3 separate regions of the Columba livia genome follow, and all the other regions are linked to region 2. The links are chromatin contacts, called in public Hi-C maps. All regions are on one chromosome and are shown on one strand. The core of a region is the stretch at or near the end of the contact, and the rest is flanking DNA. Distances in the headings are between cores, read along the strand shown.

Region 1 (4,382 bases), core at 865-3,364, 380 kb before region 2:
TTAGGCAATGGATAGATGAAGTGGCTGGGAAACAATATAATTTTCAATAGACAATAATAACTAATACAGAAAAATAGCAGTCTGGCTGACCAGCAGGCTTCTGCTGGACTATTCATTGAATTACCGCTTACAGTTACAATATTAAGATTATACACATTTGTTTCTTCATGGGAAAGAAAAAGGAGGAAGAAGTTATTAGAGAAGAAAAATATAAGCTCTCTTTCTCCTCAACATTTCTTATGTAAATGTCTCTACAAACATTTATTTGAATCCTGGCTCGAGTCCTTGCTGCGCAATGAAAAAACCATTTGCCAGAGGATTTTGGCATCTTATGTTTTTAACTTTAAAACTGCTTGCTGGACTCCTTCCATGACTGGCCCTTCACAGCTCACAAACAACACTTTAATTTTATACACATTAGTTTATGGACTCACTGATTACTCGCTGCTCTTAAGGAATATGATGACAGCAACACAAATCTTAATGGTGACAACACACATATTTTTAGATCATTCTCTGAACTGAGGCCAATTCTGAAGCTGGATGTGGAGGAGCTGACCCTTATAGCTGTCATATGACCTGAGCTGATGGGTGCTGCTCACGGCTGAAAGTTTCTAACTGTGTAGCTCCAATTTCAGGCACAGGGAAAAATTGGGACAGACTCCTAACACTGGTTTGTTATCACAACTGCATCAAAGAGCAGCCTGGCATGAATGGCAAAAGTCCTTGCCACATTTAAAAAATAATGTGCACAAACCCTAAACGTGGTATTGGGTCATAAAAAGAAAACCACACAGAACATTAGTGATAAAAACAAATCAGTTTCCAATATTACACATGGCAAACAATACAACCTTTTCTCTATTTTATATTCCTTTGTTCTCACCCATCATGTTTCACATGTTACATTCAGCTTAAGAGGAAAAAGGAATAGCTTTTTATGTATTAATATTTATTACAGATCTTTGGCAATTATGAATATCTATGGTAAATATTTTGTAATGTTGTACTTCCTTATCTGTCATGCTTCACTCCCTCTCAAAGCATCATGCCTTTAAGGCTGGCAGGGCAAAAATGCTGTCGTGTCCTCTTTCTTTCCCCTGGCAGGTCAAGGACAACAGAGGCACATTGTGGCTGCTCATCCAGCCCCCACAGGCAGTGCCCCAGCCAGGGTCAGAATTTACACACAACCACTTCGCTACGCACATGAGAGGATGGATGCCTGGTCTTACGTGATCTGAGCCAAAGTCAATGAAATCAGAGAGGATGTCTCTAGTGACCTCTGTGGATGTTTGCTCATGGCTTGCAAGCCAGGTCTGCCCGCTAGCAGGTGTCAGGGAGTGAAGATTTAACCTACACTGCAGGCTTTTCCTGCCAAATTCTGCTGTGACCTTGAAAACACAAGGCTGTAAACACAGAGACATGCCTGCTGCAAGAATCTGTGCACCCCAGATCTGTTGACTGCGGTAGTGGAAACACCATAAACCAAACCAATTTAAGTAGTGCAAAGGAGACCTCAATGCCATAGCTGAAAATTGAAATACAGTTCTATCTCAGAGCTTTTCAGCTCTCTGCTGGGGGTGGGGCAAAGTATGAGGAACAAAATGAAATCAGATCAAGAGAAAGCTGATGGCTTGAGTCTCTGGGCCATTGGGACGTGTTGTTTGGCAAGCCCCGGTGTGCCAGTCAGAGGTGCCAGTGGTGGTGGCAGTGCCGGTGGAGGCGATGGGGGTACTTACTTCGTTGATGCTGATCTCAGCCTCCACATACTGGAGCCCCTTCTGGAGGATGGAGATGAGTGCGGCAGGTGGCACTAGCGTTCCGTTGATGTTGGACTGGCTGATGTGGCTCTCGATACCGAAGGTGAAGGCCGAGTGGGAGAAACCTGAGAGCAGGAAAAGGAAGCCATGACACGAAATCTCAGTGCACCAGAGCCAGATACACCTTCGCTTCACGGTCTAAAAATAATCCCGCTCAGAGATCTGAGAGACGCTGCCGCGTAAGCAGAAGGACGTGGGCTGCACAGAGCCGGGGAGGTTAACCAGAGCCATCCTGACCACCCTGCCGCCGCCCATCCCCCTGCCCTGTACGTATAGGGGAAGCTGTATAGAAATGGAAATGCACGCAGCAAGAAATAACCAGAGAACTGCACTAACTGAAAACAAAACCACACACACACACAGACACAAAATTAGGAATAGCCACTGGGGCAAGTCCAGCTAAAAAGAAGTGCCTCAAATCTGCATTTCCCCTTGCTGCATTTTAGTCTGGGTGTTTTCTAAAGATAAATACTTAAATCCCTATCAGCGTGCAAGTTGTATAAAATCAAGGCATAGATGCAGCTGACACAGGAGAGCCATTCCCTCGTATGAGGGAAGAGATTTGAAATCTTCTGCTTATTTATTGTTAAGTACAGTGTGACATGCAGAGCACTGCCATTAAAACATGAAAAAAACTGAAGAGCCGCTCCTGTAAACCTGTTTTCTGAAAGTGAAGACTAATAGCAAAAATAATTCACTGGGATCTGCCAAGGAGCAGATGACAAGCCAGTGTGGTGGACTGTCCTTTAGTCAGAAGATTTTCTCTTCCCCGTTTCATTTCTGTCATTGTCTGAGAAAAAGGGGGTAATGAAGGTGATGGCACTGAAAATTAGAGAATTTTGGTGGAGAAATTTTCAAGAGTGGTGCCTTAAACACTGTCTGAAGCTGCTCAGAACTGTTGCTGGGCCCGAGGGCGAGCGCCATGGAGCGAATGAACGTAGCAGGGGCAGATGCGGGAGGGGGATGGGGGAACAGGATGTAGATATAACTGTAGGAACCCATTTATCACCACACTGTCTCCAGAGCATTAATCTAACATTAAAAGCCTTGGGGAAACCACCCATGCACTGTCTCAAACAGGAAGAGCCCTCGCAGCCTCCACCGACTAGACAAGAGAAGAAAAAAAAAAGGAAAAAAGAAAAAAGAAAGCAGCTCTCAGATGAAAATGCTTCCGTTAAATATAGCTGTGCCTCTTCCCCCTGTCAACAGTAGTTTCATTTATAGTTTTGTCCGTTAAGGGATTTCCCCCGTATCACTGCAATGTCCAATTGTGTGTGGGCTGGAGGACGGGATTTTGGGCTCGCTCCACAGCAATGCTTTCTTTCTCTCACTCAAATTGTTTTCGGGATCTTTTTTTTTGCAGCTAGCTCAATTATGATTGCAGATAGATAGCAAAAACAAGCCCGAGAAACAGAATGCCTCCCACATTTGAAATTATTTCTCTGTGATTCTCTCCCCCTACACATTTTATTTTACCACTGTTTTTCTCCTGTTCCTGGTAACAGCCTCTGCCCTCTCCTTTCACAACACTACCTTGCCTTCATGGCACTCCCACAGTTTTTGGGGATGCTTTTGGTACTTTTTCAAAAGTGTCAGGTCCACCTATGAGAAGAATTATGTAGTATTACAAGGCAGAGAAGTAAAGCACAGGAAAAAACACTTGAAATACTGCAGTATCATTTATCCAATCTCTGGTCCAATTCTTATCCTGCTCTTTATGTCCTGGTCTAGTTTATGAGCTGCTGGACCTCCTGCTGCATCCAAAATAAGCTGTAAGATCTGCAGGGCAGTGTTTTTCCCTTGTTATTAGTTTTTTAGGACACCTAAGAACATCATTGGGCACCACAAGGATGAAGAAATCAAGCATCCAGCACACGCAGCCTGTGTCTGAGGGTTCTAGGGATTGATCACCGAACATCGAAATCTCTGTGTATATATAAACACATGGCATACAACCAACCAGAATTAGAGAACCAGGTCCCACTTAATTTATATTATGTGTATTTAAATTAATCAACAACACCACCACCTTATGGAAAAGGAATAGACTTTAAAATGCATGATGGATAAATCAACGCATCTACTGAAGAATGGAGAAGAATGAGACAATTAAGCTGTTGTCTCGAAGCACCGAAGTTGACTTCTAAAAAAGCCAGCAGCTAGCCTGTCAGCTGGCAGCTCAGGAAGTTGTTAACATGGTCTCTGATTCAGTCTAAAGGTGGATGGCATAAAACCAGCAACCGACACTGACAGAAAATGTAAAAAAGCAGAAAACAATTACTGTGGATCTACAGAAGGCTTAATTTTAACTATGATTCTGTACCTCTCATTATTGCAGTTGGCATCTTGCAGACTCTTTAGTTGGCTGCTGGCATATGTCAAGTCCCTTCTTTGCCAGCAGACAGATGACAGTGGCACACAGGGAACCTCTGTCCAGTATTGAGTTGTCACATCCCCAAAGAGCAACACACCTCACTGCACGTGAGAGAAGGAACTTCTCAGCACAAAACCCTGTTGTGTTACTGCAAGGGATCTTGCTATTTTACTGTTTCTCTTGATGCT
Region 2 (4,595 bases), core at 481-2,980:
CCCAATAATTCATAATCTAGCTTCTTGATCTTATTAAAAAGTCGGTGGACACAAATAGACACAATATAATGGAAGTCACAAATGCTAGGCAGAACCTGAACAAGTTTCTAGCCAAGAAAGGAAAAAAGACAAAATTCAGGACCAAGCAAATACAAAATGACCATAGTGTTTAGTACTGAACTTGATTCAAAGTTCCCCTCCGGCTCTGATTCCAACTTTTGTGAAGAGCTGACTTTTACTGCAGTTAGTATTTCTTCAGGAACATTTAAATTACTTGACAGGTTGAAGAGTCTAGGCAAGCAAAGGTGAAGTGACTCATAGGCTAAATGTAGCTCATCTGTCCACAACAAAAAGGATATTTTTCTCATGGAATACCCGTGCTTGCAGTTTCACAAATACCCTGCATTTACAGTCCTTATTCACACCCTTGTTGTCTGAGGACAACATCAATGCCAGATACTACTACAGATGGAAATAACTTCATGGAAGTGTGAAAAGCCAGGTCTTTTATTTAGGAAAATGAACAAAAATATTTAAAAATGTATGAAACAGAATACATATAGAGGATCTTTATCAGACACATGAAGAAATTCCTCTTTTTTCAGCTGTGATTTTGTCCCTGCAACTGTTTGTGCCATTCTCAGACCCCCTCCTAGCTTGTCAAGTCAACTCAGCTGATAAGGTATTCTGAACAGAATTTATTTCAAATGAACTTTTTATAGCACGTGTTAAAATGGATACTTGATTTTAAAAGCAGATTCTGGGCACTCTGTCAACAAAAATAGCTTATACCACTATCAAACACGGCCCAGAATATTACTCCAGTTTCTTCTAGTTTGATTTTTGTTGTACATAGAGCAAACATTATGTTGCAAATTGGTAAAATTTCTGGCTAGCTGCTGTCTAGAATGGGTTGTAGTAAGAAGTGTATTGTATTACACCACGCACATTGTGTCAATAACTGCATAGAATGAGCATTGTGTTTTACATGTTTTCTATAGTATTATATTGAACTACTTAGTGTAGTTCTCATACCACCAGTATAATTAAGATATTTAAGTTATTGATGCCATTTGTTTCTCATTCTTTGACAAAACCCACATAATTCTATATTTTATAAAAAACTCATGGAAAAATATTACTGACATATTTGAGGACACATGGTTTTGGAAGCATTACTTTAATCCCCAGGAAGTCATTTAATAAAAATGGATTTTTCTACCTCAAGTAGATATCTGAAAAAAAGACCTTCTCATAAATATTAGATGTAGAAATGTCCTTACAGTAACAACTGCCAAAGCTCCATCTTAAGTAATAAAAAACTTAATAAAGTTCACCTTTGGTTAATTATGTTTTTCTCCCTCTAATTTTTTACTAAATGTCAGCTGTTAATAGCATAATCAAGCGTGCCCCTGCCTTCTATAAATATCCACACTCTTCCCTGTAGAATGCCACCAGAGTTGCACCAGATGTGAGTTTGACAAAATACCCTTTACATGCAGGTTTTACAGTTTAAGGTAAAATAAGTTCAATTCTCCAAAGCTCTACCCACTCCCTTAACTTCTGTTCACTTCAGTTAATGCCATTTAAGTCAATGGAATATGAATGCACATCCATCTTTGGAGGGTCAAATGTAATACTAGCCGAATATAACGATCAGTAACTGATGCTCAGAAAAGTGAAATTGGGCCAGTAGAGTTGGTTTGCTGGAAAAGTGAAATTGCCCATTATCCAGGCACACCTGGTAAATATCAAAATACCAAAGGCTTAATGCACTACTGTGTTACGCCAGGTTTATATCAGGGAAACCCTATATGCCTAAGCAGGGGGCTTAACAGGCCCAAGGGGCTAAGGGTCAAATTCCAACCCTCTGGAGTCCCTCTCCTCTTAAACTCAACTTTAAAAAAATCCATTTAGTGATTTACTTCCTATTTTCATGTCCAGCCACTTATGAAATGATCCCAAACACCTAAAAGGAATTCAAATATAATTTACTCAAAAAGGACTTGAATCTTAAGCTTCCAATTTCTAGTGCTCAGGTGGTCTTTAATAGAGAGTGGAAAATTGGAGTAGGAGAGAGACACTAGCTTCTCCTTCCTGAAAAGCAGAGGAAGTCCTGCCACACTCTTAAAAGCAAGGGTTTAGACAACTATTTGGAAAAGATTATTTGTCTCTTGTGAACCCTTTGTAATGAAATGCTTCATGATTTTAGCATCCATACATCAGAAAACGTGTGATTTAAAAGGTAAACCCGTATTTCAGTTTTTCCCACTGATGCCTGTGTGCCGTCCTAAGGTTGCTCTTCGTATAGCCTCTCAGTTTCTGCGTACCCTGTCCCTGCGGTGCCTCCTCCTTCAGATCTCACCTGCAGTGTGTGAGTGCTGTCTAGCTACAGCTATGCCACGGTACCAAATTAAACACATTTTAAATGGTCTGACATTGGTGAGTTCCTGAATGCTATACAGATATTTTCACTTTTAGAAATTGGGATTGTTCCCCAGAATTGTTACTCCCTATCATACCTAATGATTTTCTAGGACAGGTCAAACCTCTTTATTTTCTAGGAAAGGAATGAAATCGCCTTGTTTTATGGATTAATTGCATCAAATATATAGTCTCTTCTTCATTTTGATATCCAGATGTTCCCCATTCTCCCTTTGGGCACTTCTTATTGCAAACAAAATTATTGTTTTATAGTGATATAATCACAGCGTGACAACGTATTGCAAAATGTCACTGACTGCAGTTGCTGTTACATGAAGCCTTTCCTAAAGCTACAGATATGGCAGGCCTAACTAATATAAATCTTATTCACAGTCATTGTCCCACTGCAATTAACAGAGGTAGTGTTTGCTGGTCTGAGCTCACAGTTTTATGTTTTATAGCCCTGTGAGCAGCATTTCCAGGCTTTCCTCAAGTATATTCCTCTGAAGTGTGTATGCCCCTTTAGGAATCATTTCCCTGACCTGTACCCTTACCCCAGATTTTGTATAGTCCTATAATGAAAGACAACATGGAAAGAGATTTGGGACTGAGTTTGCCTAGCTAACATACAAAAGTAATTTGGCAGCTGGGGCTCCATGGGGAAGGATGTAGGCAGGAAAAAACACTGTCTGGTTCATAATGAATGTTTTTGAAATCCTCACGAGCCTAGGTACTTACTGACAAACTCAGCAACCAATGCATCTTATTACGAAAATGTTTTAGTTTTTCTTCCTGCAACCCCCCCCTCAATACCTGTTTTTAAGTGTCGACTGGTAATATTGCAACTAATCAATGGCAGTTAGTGTTATCAGGTCACAACAAAATAAGTTCTATTTTGCAATATAAATTATTATTTCAATGTTTTTAAGTAGCATTAGCTCTATGGTAACAAGCAAAGGCACATTCTGTACAAACAGATAAGCCTGCTCTTCCTACGCCTGTATCTGGGGTGCTGTGCCGAGTTTGTTCTCAGAGGGAGAAGGATATGATTACTGAGATAAAACAAAATTGCACATTACAGTCATTATGGGGAAGAGGGAGGGAGAATGTTAAATGTATTTAAACTGCAGGAGGTTAAAACAGTGTGTGTCAAAAACCTCTGAACGTGTCAGGATTAATAACAGCTGGAAGAACGAGCAGAGCTGACTCTCCATTCCTAATGCACAGTTCAGTGTATAAGGTGCTAGGATGCTGAGCTTCCCTCTGATTTATCAAGCTTTCGCTTTTTCTCCAACACCCCTCCTATGTAATGGGTATCACTGATGACAAAGGGTACACGAATGCTAAACAGTAACTTCATTTCTTACTTCTGATGTAGCCAAGGAACAATCTTTCAATACACTGGATTATGCCTTCACACTCTTGAAGAATAATTAAGGTGAAACAATTAAGAAAACAAAACAAACAACAAAAGAAACAAACAAATCAAACAACAACCAACAACAAAACCAAAATCAAAACCAAACAATAACAACAACAAATCCAAACCAAACAACCAATCCAGGGGCCCACTCTTAATGGAACAATGTGAGAGAATAAGAAACTCAGAAAAAGCACACAGCTTTTGAATAAAAACATAGTGCTTTTGAACCAGACCTCCTGCAATAAGATCAGAAAGCAAATCCTTTAGGTCCATGAGGTGTAGAATCAGAGGGAAGTGGCATGTGAGCGACACTGACTGATTGCATTTCAAGCTGCATTTGAAGTCCAGACCTTCAACACTAAAATGTATGCATATCCTACTCCAAATAGGCAAATTCTGCTAATCAGCATGATGGTATGTTTTCATCTTTTGACAGCCTGTAGTGCCACTTCTTTGATGGTGTTTATACACCTTTTATATGGGTAAGGCAGCCTATTCTAAGCATTTAAAAGCCCCCAGTGTTATGTTAATGAGCAAAGTTTTATGATAAATGCGTGCTTGGGTTATGAATTCTAAAAGCATGAACTAAAAGGAGCCCTATCCGTAGCTGGTATGCATTAATATAATTTAATGGATGTATGCTAGAAGAAGATGATGAAACCTTCCATTTTCTGGTGGGCTTTGTAGATCTCCCTTGTATCAAGTGCACTAACTATCAGTGCAAGTTAGTGCAACAACTACTTGCACT
Region 3 (4,972 bases), core at 1,335-3,834, 410 kb before region 2:
GGAATATATTTAAATTTTGCTTTATCCATTTTACATGTTTCGGTCATAATTAAAAAGAACGGTACAGATATTTGAAGTAAAAATTTGGATCATGTGCAAAATGATGCATTTCATACAATCACAAAAAGTACCAGTCTGTTGGTAGGAACGTCACGAATATCAGTTTAATACCAGTTTAACCATAGACTAGATAAAGATTTTCCTCCATGGGGAGACAGCAAGTTCTTGGAGTTAGCATCTAAATTACAGGTCGGTATACGATAGCAGTTTTCTCATGAACAAAAGCTAGAAAAACTGGCCTTTGATGGTCATTAACTACTATCAGGAAAAGAGGTGGGGCAATACTTCTTAAAGGGATCTTATTCGATTAAATTGATTCTAAAACTGAACCATGGCTGGAGGTGAATTGTTCTCTCCTTATTCATAATTCTCATTTACTAACGGAAATTAACCCAGTGGAAAATAAAATCTTATTTATTAATGTGCCCTTAGTCTGCAGCTCATGCTACACATAAACAGTCTCACTGTCTGAGCTGCAGGTTTGGTGTCGTACAGTGATTTAGAACAGTTTATCCCTTCTCACAGGCAGTGAGTCACTCCTGAAGGACCTGTTTTCCGGGAAGCAATGCTATATAACACCTCTGGTGCTAGAACGCACTCTGCAAACACCATCTGCCATCATCGCACCGTGCTGCGGTGACTTACCACTAACATTTTGGACATCTTAAACTTACTGTGTGTCCTTGAAAGGTTTTAACGGGACGATCACAGCCAAGTCTGCATACATGAATGCACATGTCAGTGCTGCAGGAGGCAAAAGTAGTGTTGTTCTGCCAGTCCACATCCAGAGCAGGAGCTGTGAAGAACAAACGACGGAAGGAACATCAGGGGATGAGGCACAGAAACAGCTATCCCAAACCTTTTTCCTCCTGTCACCCATCTGGATCAAACAGACTAAAAGCTACTTCTTAGCCTACTACCAGTCACAGGGATGACAGGGGCTGTCTGAAGGGCACAAATTCTTTTTTCTCTTGCAGCGGATGCTCTGAATGGTGTCTATTTATGTGAATTTTCTGGGTTAAGTTACATAAGAGGGGGGCAAATCAATCTGTCTCCACCCTCCCCGCATCCCTTGGGCCATCTCTACCATTTGTTCCTCTGTAAGCCAGCTCAGCCAAGAACCTGGAAGAAAACTAGCTCAGAAAAAACAGATGATTTCAGCTGGGTTAGAAAAATGTTGCTGTGAATGCCAGACACAACATGGGAGGGAGAAGCAGCAGGCGGCCATTGCCCCTTGCCCCAGCTTTATGCAGGCACTGATAAAAATGCACCGTTCTGTGCAGACACGGGGATTAGTAATACCTACGTTCAGTTTAGTTTGGGTGGGGATTGATTTAAGAGAGAGTCATTGATCAAGTAGATCTGAAACAAGAGGATGAGTTTCTGTAGAGGGTTTGGCATTAACTAGGACTGAACTAATGAAACTTTGCACACAGACAGCACATGGACACGTAACTGGTGCCTGGGTGCAACACACACGCTTTGCAGAAAGTCTGGAAAAAACAACAACAAAACTTTTACAGCATGTGACTGCCGACTAAAAGCACGCACAGGAGTATGAGGGAACTCCTGACATACAGCTTGCTTGTATTTCTATGACTGCTGCTTGGTTTTTTGCTCAGAAAAGAGCTTAGCTGCCCTCCAGAGGATGACATAAGACTTGCTAAAATATAGAAATCTCTGCTCTCAGCACACTCCTGTGAGAAATATGTGTTTCAGAACGAGAAAATCATATAGGAACAAAAGTTGAATCTCTTTCTGGCAACAATACAAGTTTATCATTAAACAAAAATTGCCTTATTCAAATACGATCACAAAAATACTGTTGTAATACAGAGGTGAAAAGACTTGTGTTCTGCCAAGCTTACTACATTAAGTACATTTTTTCCTGTTATAATTTTTTAGGAACTGCAAAATGAGATTGATCCATGTCACCTTCCAAATCATCAGGTAGCTCTCTAAATGAGAATAGAGGGCTGAAACTGTTTATACACAGGCTTTTTTTTAGAATATTAATGAAAACGTTCAATAAACCTGTGTGACAGGTAAGGAATTTCTACATTGCAGAAACAGAAAGGAAATGCAGGTTAATTCTGAGTTTTCCAATGAACATGAATGGGGATCAGGAAACAGTAAAGAATTTTTTTGCTTTAACTGATTGTCTTATTTTTATGTTGAAAGCTTTGTATTACTGTTTCAGAGCAAACAAAAATCTGTCTCCATTAACAGCAATACGCCTTCAGGGTTAATATCTAGTATGATATGTATGAGTTGAAAAGTAATCTTCTGAGAGCTATTGGCACCTAAAGCGACAGATTTGCATTGCAGCATAATTTGAATCACTGAGTGTTGACAATTAATACCGATTCATTTATTGGTGTATTTAATCATATGCTTACTGGATAAGTAACTAAATAAAATGGTCTGGAAAAACCAACCAAACGTGGTTTTCGATGCAAGTAATCTAATCGCCAAAGTGTCATCAAAAACACAGGACACCAGCCAACTGCATAAAAACAATCAGAATGTCATTTAATAAAAGCAGCTAAAATAAAACACAATAAAAGTGTTACAATAATTATAATTTAAGTTTTTTTCTGAACTGATTTAGGTGTGATTCAGAATTAGAAGCTCAGAAGAGGATACAGTTAAGTGTCTGCAGGGAGTGACTCAGAGCACTTAGAAGCTGGGTCATACAAATACCTCTTATGGTTTCACTTAACCAATTTGTTCCTGCATGCATAGAGATCAGTCCACATCTATCAGCAGACACGAAGATTGGATTATTTCACTCCACTTTAAAGAAATACGCTTTGTGAATACACAGTTTGATCAAATGCCCTGTGATGACTCATAGTTTTGCAAAGAATAATGAAACCCTAGAAGCTACTTATCCACATACTTACATATTTCAACCATAAAACCTTAAAGTTACATGGGAACATCAATGATAAAGAGGTCTTCAAGACCTAGACAAAGGAGTCTTCATTATGTATTTTAAGAGGATAGTTTTGTCCATATGAGTGTAAACTAAACAAGCTACTGGAAAGCAGCTGAGAGTAAAAAAAATATGTTATTCCCAGGCCAACTGTCTCCAGATTTCAAAGAAGTATGCAAGTAAGTATCCCACACAAGTATGTGTTAAAGAAACTGTACTCTGTCTCGACTAGACTTTTAATTGTTAAAATGCCACCTTTTAATTCTTGTGTAGACAAGGTTTTCAGATTTCAGATATGGAAAGGACTTTGTTGTTAGTTTGTTCTGGTGAAGAAGTGATGCAAAGAGGACAAGGTGAGGTCTTTGTGGCTTTAGACTCATGTGAGGACAAAGACTCCAGCTGATTTGCAGGGCTTTTTTGTAGGACACACACTTTTGGCCTACAGATAATTTCCTTAATGACTAACTGCTTTACTTCACTTTGAAAATACATTTGAAATACTACTACTACTGCTACTACTACTACTACTACTAAAAATAAAAGCCTCTCCACATCTCCACTTCATTTGTGCCTTATGGTCCAAACAGCACATGTAATAAGAATATTTTAAAAAAAAATGTATTAATGCAGATGGACATGGGCATATTGCATTGGGAGACGTAGTTAAGTTTCAACTTGATAAGAGGGGAATGGAGTGATACATCCTCGATTCTCATCACTGCTAAGACAGATACATGTCAGTGAACATGACTCTGAAGGGCTAACCAAGTTCTGTATCTGCAACTACTTACATCAATAGCTGGGGGTCACAAGGCTTAAGAGTCTCATTAACTATATCACTATACAGTACAAAGTTTGCCTTGATGAAACAGTTATGATAAATACATGCATGCCACAATGAGAAAATCTGTCAGCAGACACTGATACCTCCAAACTGACAGCTGCATTAATAGGTGAGATGAGTGACAAAAATGCAGAGTATGGATCTGCTCTGTGCATGGACGTACTTTTTGTGTTCTGTTGAATAACTATTTCAATTGCTACTGCATGATATCAACATCAGTGAAAATGCAAGAATGAGAACAACTAGAAATTGAGCTGAAAAGCATGTTAATATTATGTTTCAAAATCAGTAGTAAAACATTTTAAAAACCAATGAGCACCTTGTGAAAGCCTGCTGTATTTAAAAATAGAGTGAAAACACAGGAAGATGAACATTTCTAGCGTCAGAATCTGGAATGTTTTGGTAGTTTTATACTCAGTTTGGCTATGCCACTTAAAAAATCTTCACTACGACAACTTATCCAGTTTGGATCACAAATTCAGTCATCATCTTACAAGCCTGGTCTCAAGTGAACTTAAGATTACATCACTGATTACTTAGTATCTGTGACACCTCCTGTCTTCCTGGAGCAGACCAGCTCTACAAATGACCATACAAATAAGGTTTTGGTTCATCAAGGTTATGAAGCTCATGGCTGACAACTGAATTCTGGTAATTAGAGAAAGCAGATACTAAAGAACTTCAAGTCAAAATTAAAAGCCAAGAAATTCCTGAGGACCTTCATGCTTGCAGTGGTGAATGCAAGTGGCATGAGAGATCCATCTGCTTCTGTCTAAAGTCAGTTTCATTGCAACAGAAGCAGAAAGAGTGGAAGAGATCCCAGACACCTCCATCAAAAAATCTCTTCATAAATCACCACTTGGTACACATAGATAAGGACAGAATCATTCAGCTAGGTATGTACAGCTGCTGTATGAATTCTCTCCTTCAATCACTCTGACTTTCAAAGCTGATTCTCACAGAACCTCATCTTTCTGAAAAAAATAAACTCACAAGCCATGATACTCAGGATAGTTCAAGCACAAAAAACTTGGTTTGAACTTCTCTCTGGCAGATAGTATCTTACTAAAGGATAAACTGTATTGACAAAATTAAAAACGGCAATTCATTTTACTAACAGGAATTATGCA

What was found. Hi-C and Micro-C count contacts between places; a contact is called where the count stands out from the background.
Region 1: a contact with region 2 is called in a Hi-C map of crop, with 2.8 times the contacts expected there. The contact joins two enhancer-like sites. A contact is called at or near these places in 2 of 2 Hi-C or Micro-C datasets (crop and liver).
Region 3: a Hi-C map of liver shows a contact between it and region 2, with 1.8 times the contacts expected there. The contact joins two enhancer-like sites. A contact is called at or near these places in 2 of 2 Hi-C or Micro-C datasets (crop and liver).

What each region holds. Positions count from the first base shown.
Region 1 is chr1:113,217,152-113,221,533 of bColLiv1.pat.W.v2, forward strand. It overlaps TBL1X (transducin beta like 1 X-linked), which reads right to left. Exons shown (of 16, transcript XM_065073658.1): 4 at 1,740-1,885. Among named protein-coding and RNA genes, the nearest start is that of GPR143, 69 kb to the left of the region's middle. Within about 2 kb of position 2,115, at least 2 of the 3 cell types and tissues checked have an H3K27ac peak away from gene starts, as active enhancers do.
Region 2 is chr1:113,596,166-113,600,760 of bColLiv1.pat.W.v2, forward strand. No RefSeq gene overlaps it. Among named protein-coding and RNA genes, the nearest start is that of ANOS1, 97 kb to the right of the region's middle. Within about 2 kb of position 1,731, at least 1 of the 3 cell types and tissues checked has an H3K27ac peak away from gene starts, as active enhancers do.
Region 3 is chr1:113,190,302-113,195,273 of bColLiv1.pat.W.v2, forward strand. TBL1X (transducin beta like 1 X-linked) reads right to left here. Exons shown (of 16, transcript XM_065073658.1): 11 at 735-856. LOC135580234 (a long non-coding RNA gene) reads left to right here. Exons shown (of 3, transcript XR_010474635.1): 3 at 586-811. Among named protein-coding and RNA genes, the nearest start is that of GPR143, 42 kb to the left of the region's middle. Within about 2 kb of position 2,585, at least 1 of the 3 cell types and tissues checked has an H3K27ac peak away from gene starts, as active enhancers do.